3 separate regions of the Zea mays genome follow, and all the other regions are linked to region 3. Evidence: chromatin contacts called from public Hi-C data. All regions are on one chromosome and are shown on one strand. Each heading gives the region's core, a stretch centred on a gene start, on an enhancer-like site or on the middle of the called end of the contact. The rest is flanking DNA. Distances are from core to core; before and after follow the strand shown. Region 1 holds the start of LOC100192922. Region 2 holds the start of LOC100274933. Region 3 holds the start of LOC103634924 (CBL-interacting protein kinase 14).

What was found. Hi-C and Micro-C count contacts between places; a contact is called where the count stands out from the background.
Region 1: a Hi-C map of bundle sheath shows a contact between it and region 3, with 2.4 times the contacts expected there. The contact joins the promoter of LOC100192922 here to the promoter of LOC103634924 in region 3. A contact is called at or near these places in 4 of 25 Hi-C or Micro-C datasets (bundle sheath, ear, endosperm and 1 more).
Region 2: a contact with region 3 is called in a Hi-C map of bundle sheath, with 3 times the contacts expected there. The contact joins the promoter of LOC100274933 here to the promoter of LOC103634924 in region 3. A contact is called at or near these places in 4 of 25 Hi-C or Micro-C datasets (bundle sheath, ear and leaf).

What each region holds. Positions count from the first base shown.
Region 1 is chr8:21,742,422-21,745,953 of Zm-B73-REFERENCE-NAM-5.0, reverse strand. It overlaps LOC100192922, which reads right to left and starts at 1,577. Exons shown (of 7, transcript NM_001138106.1): 1 at 1,103-1,577; 2 at 870-991; 3 at 583-778; 4 at 171-288; 5 at 30-77. The coding sequence starts at 1,495.
Region 2 is chr8:22,038,772-22,042,361 of Zm-B73-REFERENCE-NAM-5.0, reverse strand. It overlaps LOC100274933, which reads left to right and starts at 2,034. Exons shown (of 5, transcript XM_035961613.1): 1 at 2,034-2,314; 2 at 3,285-3,466. The coding sequence starts at 3,457.
Region 3 is chr8:21,892,881-21,896,198 of Zm-B73-REFERENCE-NAM-5.0, reverse strand. LOC103634924 (CBL-interacting protein kinase 14) reads left to right here and starts at 1,355. Exons shown (of 1, transcript XM_020542804.1): 1 at 1,355-3,051. The coding sequence starts at 1,572. The coding sequence ends at 2,924.

The sequences.
Region 1 (3,532 bases), core at 328-2,827, 150 kb after region 3:
CATCCTCGAATTCCTTGCATTGTGGTTACCTGCAGAGCTAAGGTATGCCTCAACGAATCTTCTCTGCTCCCCAGTGTCTGAAACAGTGCAGATAGCAGTGAAATCAAGCAGCAAACGTAACTTCAATAGCAAGATATCTATCAACGCAAATTGTGATAAGTGAAGCTAACCAGGATATTTCGTAAAATCCAACACATGTGGTGTTGATGTATGGTAATCAGCAGCCATCTCACAGAAGTGATTAGCAATGTCGAATGCGACTGGGTTAAAACTCGCATATTCATAGTCCTGCAGAGAATAAAAGATCAACAAGGCGGCATTAAGTTACAGGAATAACATGGTCTAAGATTTGGTAGAACAAGAACTCCTCGCAGGTCTGTCAAGTTGTTCCTTATTGCTAGCATTGCTCAGCAAACCTAGATTTTTTTTCTGTTTTACTTATATGTGTCCCCATTCCTAAAATTTCATGATAACATACAGGAAAATTGTAATCCTGTAAATTTTACCCAGAATTATGCAGATAGGCGCCGGAATAGGTTTTAAGTGAAAAATGAGAATAGATTCTCATTTTATAAAACTTACTATCAAGGTGACTTGTCTGGTCTCTTCATATATCATAATATTTCCATACTGCAGATCGTTATGGCAGAATCCTACTGACTGTTGGAGCCCCGAGAGCGTCTTCTCCAGCACTGAAATCTCATCACCTAGTTTATTCAGCTGAAATTGGTTAGACTCTTCCTCAGAACACCTGTCACGAGCCTCCCCAAGCCACCGCCTGATTCATACAACACCAAGCAATCAGATTGGGATCAGAATTCAAGCACATTTCCCACAAAAATAAAAAAAGAAAAGAAACAATGGCATACTTGAGCCTCTGCCACAATGACACGTCCCTAGGTCCAGGCATGTCGAGATCGTGAAACTCGCGCAGCTTCCTGGCAATCAGCGCGGACATCTCCGGGTCGCGCAGATCCGCGGCGGAGAGGGTCTGGCAAGGCCAGGACGCGAGCAACGCGCGAGTGAGCCATGACAAGAAACAACCGCGGAACGGATCCGAGCAGACACATCACGCATTTAGGGTGGTAGAGGCGTAGTGTACCCTGGCGTTGATGAACTCCTCGACGCGGCCGTTGGCGAAGCGGCCCAGGAGGCGGGGCCCCTGGCCGTGGCGCGACATGCACTCGAAGGTGCGGACCTCGTCGGCGCGGTCGAAGAAGACCTCGACGCCCCGGCCGTAGATGCGCACGAGCACCTTGCGCGGGCCGTTGCCCTCGGCCTCGCCGCCGGGCCAGGTGATCCGGAAGACCTCGTTGGTCATGGCGCCCCTGAGCTGGGACACGGCCAGCGCGCCGGGGTCCACGTCGCCGCCCCAGAGGTCCCCGGCGAGGCGGTGCAGGATGCGGCGCGCGTCCGCCGGTATCCGGTCGATGCTGGCGCTCCGCTTCAGCGCGGGCGCGGCCTCCCCGCGCGGCGGCGGGTCCGCGGCGGCCATCGGCGCGCGGAGGGGCGCGTGTAGGCGGCGGCGATCTGCGGAGGCGGAGATGCGGCGTGGGTCCCGTGTCGGTTTGAGTTTGATTTGATTTGATCGGAGAGGGAAATGGGTTTGGGAGGCTGGGAATGCCGCCTGCCGCGGAATCGGATCCGAATCGGGATCGGTGGAAAAAAAACAAATCCACTCAAAGCTTCCAGGGGCGACAGCTTCTGGCGCCACGTCAGGCGCCAGCGGTGATTGCAAAGGGCACACGTGGGGACTCATCACGTGTACGTGTACCATGACTTGTGGACTCAGACTGCCTGCAGCGCACGGCGCAGCCTCTCCTTGCACCGGTGTTTAGCGTGCCTCTTCGCGTCTTCTTACAGTGTAGGTGTTTAGCGTGACTCTTCAGCCTCCCCTATCGGCTAGAGTAATAAGGCTAATCACAATAGATGTTTTATGAAGTGTTTCATGTATTAATTAGTCTGCTATAATCAGCTATTTTAATAACATGTCACATCATTTAAGAAGGAAGAGTTTCATAGAGTTTTATGGGGATGAAACCATGTTAACTCGTTTCCAAGGTCTTGAAAACTGTGTGAAACCTTCACTGAGAGTGTTTTGTTTCATCTTCATATAATTGAGTAAATCCTATTGGTTATTTATATGCAGCATTTAAGAAGTATGTTGACATATGAAATAGTAAGATGAAACTTTCTATTGAGAAAAGATGTTTCATTTATCCATAAAACTGATGTGTTATTTTTAAAAATAGAGACATGAAATCTTCACTGTGATTAGCCTAACGCAACAAAGGATTCCACCAAATCTGGCGGCTTGGAGCCAGCCCACTTACCCTCGAAGTTCGTGCACCGTGTTATTTTTTTATAGTGGAAAAATAGTTGTATATAATAAATAGGTATGGAAGATAATATTTTATGGTTGTAGTGGGTATATGAGAAGAATATAGGAGGAATCATTACTGGAGATAAAAAAATAGAAGAAGAAATATTATTAATGTGAAAAAAATAATATAGAGAAAGAATTTAGAGAAAACATTTGTGGATAATCTCGTCACGCCACATGCACCTGAGCCATCGAACTGAGCCTTAAAATGGCTTAAAACGACAAAGAAACACAAATTCGCATTGGTTTCTTACTTGCAAATTTGCGTCGGTTCAGATTATGATGAGGTCCGCTAAAACCACACCCCCAGCCATTGCTGGAAGACGAGGACACGATACACGAACCGGGGGCAGTAATCATATCTAAAACCTTATCCACTCGTACGTACGCCACCCCGTTACGAACACTCGAGGAGGAGGAGCAGAGAGAGAGAGGAGGCTACGAGTTGGAGTTCAGTGACGTTACATCCGCAGCAGCTGGAGGAAGTGGCGGCGACTCCGGCAGCGACGGCCGGTTGCGGCAGCCGAGGGCGAGGGCGAGGAGGATGCGCTGGGCAGCGCGCCTGACCAGTGACCGGAGCCATAGCAGACCGGACCCGTCTGCCCCGCCGTGAGCTCCCGGCCGGCTGCCGGCGAGAGGCGAGGATCGATATGATACAGCTGCGGCTGAGATTCGCCGAGGATGCCACGGCCCACTGCCGCTCATGAAGCGTTGTGGTTCAGTAGTGGTTGGTGGCAGTGGCAGGCAAGATCCAGCCTCCGTTCTACCACTGCCTGAAACTGTTAGGCATGGACTGGAATCTTTCTTTTAACAATGGATCATCAGAAGCTAAGCGACTAATAAGCCTCACATGACCGTGAGCAACTGAGTCACTACACACACTGACACACACTAGTAATAATAAAGAACAAATATGTAATCAATATTCAGTAACCAGTCCCCAAACGCCTCATCTACGACAGCAAGAAGATGAGGGTCCGACGCCGGAACTAAACATTCTGCCAACAAAGTTCTGAACCGAGTCCGAGCTGTCCGCCGCGCGGCCGGCGCCAGGGCATCTCCAGGTTGGTTCTGCAGCGTTCAGGAGCACTAGCTAGATGTCTAGATTTCATTAAAACTTAGCCCTCATGCCGACTAGCAGCATCAGAA
Region 2 (3,590 bases), core at 785-3,284, 150 kb before region 3:
GAGTCGTTCCGTGCAACACCGAAACCACTCCCTCTCCCATTTCGCACCCACTAGCTCTCGTCGTTGTCATTGCCTGCCCCGGTGGCGAAGTCTGTGGATACAACGGACGGCGGAGGTACGCTTGTAGTTCCAGATGACGGACCGTCATATTTAACACATTGATATGTGTGTGCCTCCTACTCGATCACCTCTTCTGCTCCAAATCTTCAACCGCATACTACAGCCTATTGCAAAAGCTCTTTATGTGCACCAACGTCTCTAGCCACGACCGCATGTGCTCCATGTCGAACCCATAGACTTCCAACAAAGAGATGTCCTTCATCTTCTTATAAACATTGTACCGTCATCCTCGACACACAACCTCCTCACGCTCTCTACCAGGTTGGAGAAAGAGAGCACAAGACCCAAGGCCACCCCTTCATGGAGTTCTAGAACGTGCTGCTGACACTTGTGCAAGTTTGGTCGCTATGGTGACGCTCTATGGAAAACTTCCATTGCCTCGATATTTGCCCACATTGGAAAGATCTTCACGAAAGGAGGAGCTAATCTCGACAGGAGCAAGGAGGAGCGGGGTGTTGGGCTTGGAACAAACTTGGACATCAGTGTATCTTCTGGTGTAGCTAGTGCATTACCACCACTGATACAAGACAATTATGTTACCTATGCACTCTCCATGGATTTGTTATTACTACGTTTAGCAACATATCTTACCATGACTAAAATACGATGATCCTATCTTGATAGTCCATGTTCCTCAACATGTCTTGCAAAAGAATCCTTGAATGCAAAATGTGACCCAAAATTGATGTTTCGATTAATGCCTTTGCAACCTCCATCAGCTGCTGGTTGCTTTTCCTCGTGGCCCACAGAAGGATCCTTGAATTGTATGGAGGTCTATGATGGTACTACAAAGCACGTGATCTGCACGAGAGGAAGAGGCCTCGATGTCCTAAATGATTCAAACAAGGAAGCTTGCAATTGTCCAATCTGCAGCACAAAGGGTTGACAAGAGGGTTGGTCAATTGAATGAAGTTTGGGATTATAGTTTGATTTGGCTAACACTAATGATCATGAAGGGAGTGTCAAGTGGGGCTTGAACGACGGCATTGTACTACATCCCAATGTTTCACCGTTTGTCTAGGATAATTATGCTTTATAGGGGAGTCAGACTAAAATGACAATATTGTCGTACCTTGTTGCTCCGCTGACACTTTTGGAGAGCAAATGCTTGCCTCCTTATGTTTAGTAGGATTATTTTCATCAAACACTCGAGATGGTTCTGCATCTTTGTTTACCTATTCCTTAAGATGTTCGTAGTTGACGTTGTCATTGTCAACATTATCGTTACATGATGATGTCATTGCAAAAGATAGCAGAAGCTGACCTTTTTGGAGGTGTTGATTGAGGCCCCCTTATTATCAGGCTTCTAAAATAGGAAAGACAACACAATTGTAAAACATCAGTTTCCATCGGACATGGAATGAAGAATGGGAGAAGGGGACATGCAGTGTCTCAGAGAGAGGAAAGTGGAATGAGAGCGAGGAGCTGGAGCAGCTCAGAGCGCGCGCCATGTAGAGGAAGAGGACATGGTGAGGGATCTAGAGCATGAGCGCAGCGAGCGACACCACTATCACGACCGTGATGTCAGATATGAATTCGTGAACTCTCCTGCATGCAAGTGAAAGTAAGTATTTATACAAAAAATAACAGGAGGGATGTAGTTCTTTGCTTAAATATATTGCTAGATTCATTCATTACATATGATTAGTCTAGTTGAACTCTGAGGATGTGACATTTATGGAAGAAGGTATAGTGGCAAGGATCTGTGGCATCCCATGGCCAAGATAGTAAGGAAGCAGTTCTTTGCTTAAATATATTGACAGATAAAATATAATAAGGATGTAGGGTTTGTTTGGTTCGTGACTAACCGTGTCACATTTTAACTAAGGTTGATCATTTGAATTGAAGAACTAAATTTAAACACAAAAGTTAAATAAAGTGTGATAAATTAGACATCCGTAGTTCTTTGCTTCCCATAATCCCATGGCCGGATTCATCCTGTGGGGCCGTGGCCCGTGGGCTGGCCAAGCAAACGGACAAAAGCCCCGCCGCCCCGCGCTTTCTCCGGTTCCTTCTCTCCCCTGAGACCACCAACGCCGGGGCCGGAAAAAAGGGAAGCCAGAGCACAGAGCCAGACCTGGCGGCGCTGGACATCCAAAAACGCCGCCAAGGATCCTTCTCTCTCTCTCTCTCTCTCTCTTCGCGTCCATCGACCTGACCGCGGAGGCGCGTGCTTCTTCTTCCCGCTCTCCACGTAAGTCTGCTATCCCCCAGCGGGTTAGTTTCTTGGATCCTTTGGTTGGGGTTCGAAGGCGTCGTCGGGATTGTCTGTTCCCGTTTTTGATTGGATTCGAGCTGCGAGTTTTAGCCTAGCAACCTACTAATCTCTGTGTGCGGTGGGTCGAGTAATCGAATCTGGACGGCGTCCTTTTGTGGGTAGTTGGCTGTTAGGTCTGTGGTCAGTTCATAACTTTTACTCCGCTCGATGAAGTGCAATGGGCTCAATGTGTTCGATGAAATCGCTTACCCAAGTTATCTTATCTAAGGAAGTACTGCGGCGGTCAGAATTACAGCTAAATGTTGTAGACGGGCAACTGTGCTTCCAAACTTGAAATCTGACGGCAGGACAGGCAAGGTAAGTGTGTCTTGCATCTTGTCAACGAAGTTTGGGTAATAAAGAAGTGGTTGAACCCATTGACCCATTCGTCACTGTGAAAACTAAAGACTTAGCGTAGGAGCCATGTGGCTCCTTTCCCCTCGTGTACTGTGTACTGACACTCGATTTCTGTTTTGTTGGTACTTGTAGAATTCGATACTCGAGTTCACTGTGTATTACTTCACTAGATCTGCCTCTAACTAGTGGACAATGTGCTTGCATGTGTTCTGACATGCTATCTTTCTAAGACAAGGAAATCACTATTCACATGTTTATATTAGGAGTTTGCTTTGTATTCTGTGATGACCGTAGGCAACAGTGCTAACTCTTGACAGCTTTGTAGGTCTGGTTGTCATTGTACCTTACAATTACATTATTTAACTTTTGTTACTGGGGTTTGGAAGTTTAGACACGGGACCTGCTGGTGTATATAGGACTAATTCCTATGGTCCTCTCAATTGCAAAGGACATGCATTCGTGTCTATGACCCTATTTTTCACAAAAGAATTTATGCATTTTCATGCATCTGTTCCTATCAATTTTCTCATGTTTGTATTTTTTTCCCCAGTGCAGTGTCATGAAGATTGAGGGAAACTTGCATGTTTGATATACCCAGCTGCTTTCTGTAACGAAAAACTCGTGATCATTTTGTTGAATTGGTCACTGTCAGGGAGGGATCTACTTGTCAGTTTTTGGTATTAAGGCTGCTGGCCTTCCCTTGCAGGGTATCTGTAGAATAAATGGGAGAAGGTAACAGTTTTCAACTTTATAATATTGTTTCTTGTGAATCAATAGAGTGTAGAGCCTTTGCAACATTAGTCTGTCATTGTAAAATTGCGATGTTATTGTACCTTCAGAATTGGATGTTGGTATA
Region 3 (3,318 bases), core at 106-2,605:
ATATATATATATATATATATATATATATATATATATATATATATATATATATATATATATATATATATATATATATATATAACTGACAATGAGTCACCCAGATCTAATAACAAACCATACCTGACAACGTGGGTTCAGAACTTTTGATTGAATCTGCTCACCAGAACTTGCTACCATTACAAGTTGCAAGTTGGCATCGCTTCAGATAGCCACGCGCGCGCACACAGGCCTCAGGTTGTTGCATTGCATGATTTTGATCTTTGCATGTGTGTGTGTCTATATGCAAGACATGCATCACAGATGAATCAAACGGCCATGGATTGGATGGCTAGACAGATAGATCATCGGGATGGCCATGGATGGCTAGATAGCCACGCACGCCACGGGGGCGAATATTCCAGCGGACCTGCATGCAGCGCCCGGGTCATTCTCGTCAAGGCATATAAAAGGCCCATGAGCCGCACCTGACCTGACCCTCTCTCGCTGTCGCCGCATCCCACCCGCACCCACCTCTCTAAGCTCGCCGAAACACCAGCGGCGATCGTCTCGACACCCCCTGACCCTGAAAAAGTGCAGCGCCCGGAACGAAGCCTTGGCTCTCGTCGTCGTTGTCGCAAGGAACATAAAAAGTGCAGCGCCCGGTGACCCTGAAAAAGTGCAGCGCCCGGCGACCGGAACGAAGCCTTGGCTCTCGTCGTCGTCGTCGTCGCAAGGTACGTAACAACAACCAACCAATCCATGCATCCTCTGTCTTCCTTATCTAGTTTACTTGCACGCCGGCCGCTACGATGCGTTCCCATCCCACTTCTTTTTACGGATCCCACGCTGTAGGGTAAGGACGCCGTACGGCGACGATCGTATACCTAGCGCCTCCCTACAGACCTGGTTTATAGATTCAGGATTAGAATAAAGGCGGCGGCAGGCAAAGCTCACACAAACTGCTGTGACATGGCTTGGATTCTTATTAGAGATGAGATCAGATTTTTTTGCTGGGGTTCCAAATAGCCGGGTGATGGCTTTACACAAACTGCATTCATTTCAGATTTATCCCCTACCTTTCACCTTCTTACTGTCGATGAATCTTGCTGTCGTTTTTTCGACTCTTCTAGCTTGTTCTCTTATTCTGTTACCTGATGGGATCACTGTATACATAGCATGCACAATCATGATTTTTAGATTTTTTTTTACGAAGCCCTTGCTTGGCTGGCCGATTCTGTTGGCATCCGGCCGGTCCTGTAGCTAACAAAATATTTCTAGCCTTTTCATGTGGTCCTCCAGCAGCAGAGTCGAGTCTAATAATGCTTCTTTTCTTTCTGTGTATTGCAGATCACAAGTCTGTAACAAGAAACACCAACAAAAGCATCAGGGAATGCTGAAAGATGTGCTTGCATAGAAGATACTTGAGCGGTCTGGTGGCTCTTGCGCAAGGTCTGCAGGCCTGCTCGTCCCTTGACTTGAGCGGCGGTCACCTTGCCTGCATCCACTCCACCCTCTTCAGAGTCCGACCCATAAGGCGCAGCCCACCTGATTGACAACAGAAAGCTAGTCTTATACGTGATCACACAATTTTCATGGAGATAAAAGATATGAACACCAGAGGGAAGACTTTGACGGAGCGGTACGAGATGGGGAAGCTGTTGGGGAAAGGCGCGTTCGGGAAGGTGCACTATGCAAGGGACCTCGAGTGCGACCAGGGTGTTGCTATCAAGATCATGGACAAGGACAGGGTGCTCACGGCTGGGCTCTCGGAGCAGGTAAAGCGTGAGATCACGACGATGCGGCTGGTGGAACACAAAAACATTGTTCGTCTCCATGAGGTCATGGCGACGCGGAACAAGATCTACATCATCATGGAGTATGCCAAAGGGGGTGAGCTCATGGACAAGGTTAAGAGGAGCGGCAGGCTCACGGAGGCTGACGCACACAGATACTTCGAGCAGCTCATGGACGCACTGGATCACTGTCACAGCCGAGGCGTGTACCACCGGGACTTGAAGCCTGAGAACCTGCTGTTGGATGAGAATGGAGACCTCAAGGTGTCTGACTTTGGACTGAGCGCGTTTTCAAAGTCGAGGAGGACAGATGGTCTGCTCCATACTGTATGTGGGACACCGGTGTATATAGCTCCGGAGGTGATCAAGAAGACAGGCTACGATGGTGCAAAATCAGACATCTGGTCTTGTGGTGTTGTCCTCTTTGTTCTCGCTGCTGGCTACCTCCCTTTCCAGGGCCCAAACTTGATGGAGATTTATCGAAAGATACATGATAGAGATTTCAGGTGCCCCAGTAGGTTTTCACACAAACTCAAGAGGCTGCTATACAAGATCCTGAACCCGAACCCCAGCATGAGACCTTCAATTCAGGAGATAAAAGAGTCTACCTGGTTCCGAAAAGGTCCTAGGGAGATCAGTGTAGTGAACGAGAAAGTTCTTAGCGATAATGGCACCACCACAAATGCTGCCCTAGTGCTTGCTTCTAGGCGCAAGGAGATTGCTCACGAAGATATGAAGTCCTTGGTTGCCACAAACCTCAATGCCTTTGAAATCATCGCGTTATCAGCAGGGTTGGACCTGTCTGGTCTATTTATCAAGGAGTGCAGGAAGGAGACAAGGTTCACTTCAGATAAGCCTGCGTTGGCCATCATCTCAAAGCTTGAAGACGTTGCAAAAGCACTGAATCTCAGGATAAGGAAGAAGGACAACAACACTGTCAGCATTCAAAGGAGGAAGGAGGGGGGCAATGGTGTCCTTCAGTTTGACACGCAGATCTTTGAGATCACACCATCCTGCCATCTTGTTCAGATGAAACAAACCAGTGGCGATCTCTTTGAGTACGAGAAACTGTTGGAAGAGAGCATCCGACCAAGGTTAAAGGACATTGTCTCGGCCTGGCATGGAGATGATCTGCAGCAGAAGCAAAAGTAGCTTTGGATGTCTCCCGTGGATTCTGTTCTAGTACATTTCATTACTTATTTTTTTAGCAGCTACATTCCTTTTTTGTATTGGTGGTGATATGAACCATTAGGTTGTGTTTTGTTGAGCAATAATTGTTGAGGAGCTGAGTTATTGTATTACAACCTGATGATTGTTACAATTTTATAATGAAAAAATGTTGTTGATCCTTAAAATGGGTCGAGCTTTCCAGGAGATCCATCAGTAATTTGATGTGTACCAGATGCAACCACATTATCCTCTTGCAAACATTATGCAACCCTGCGTGATCCATACAAATCTTTAGTGCAAAGAGGAGAGACTAACTGAAACTGAAACCATGACTGAGTAGGGAGCATCTTACTGCAACAAAAAATTCAGAAGTTAG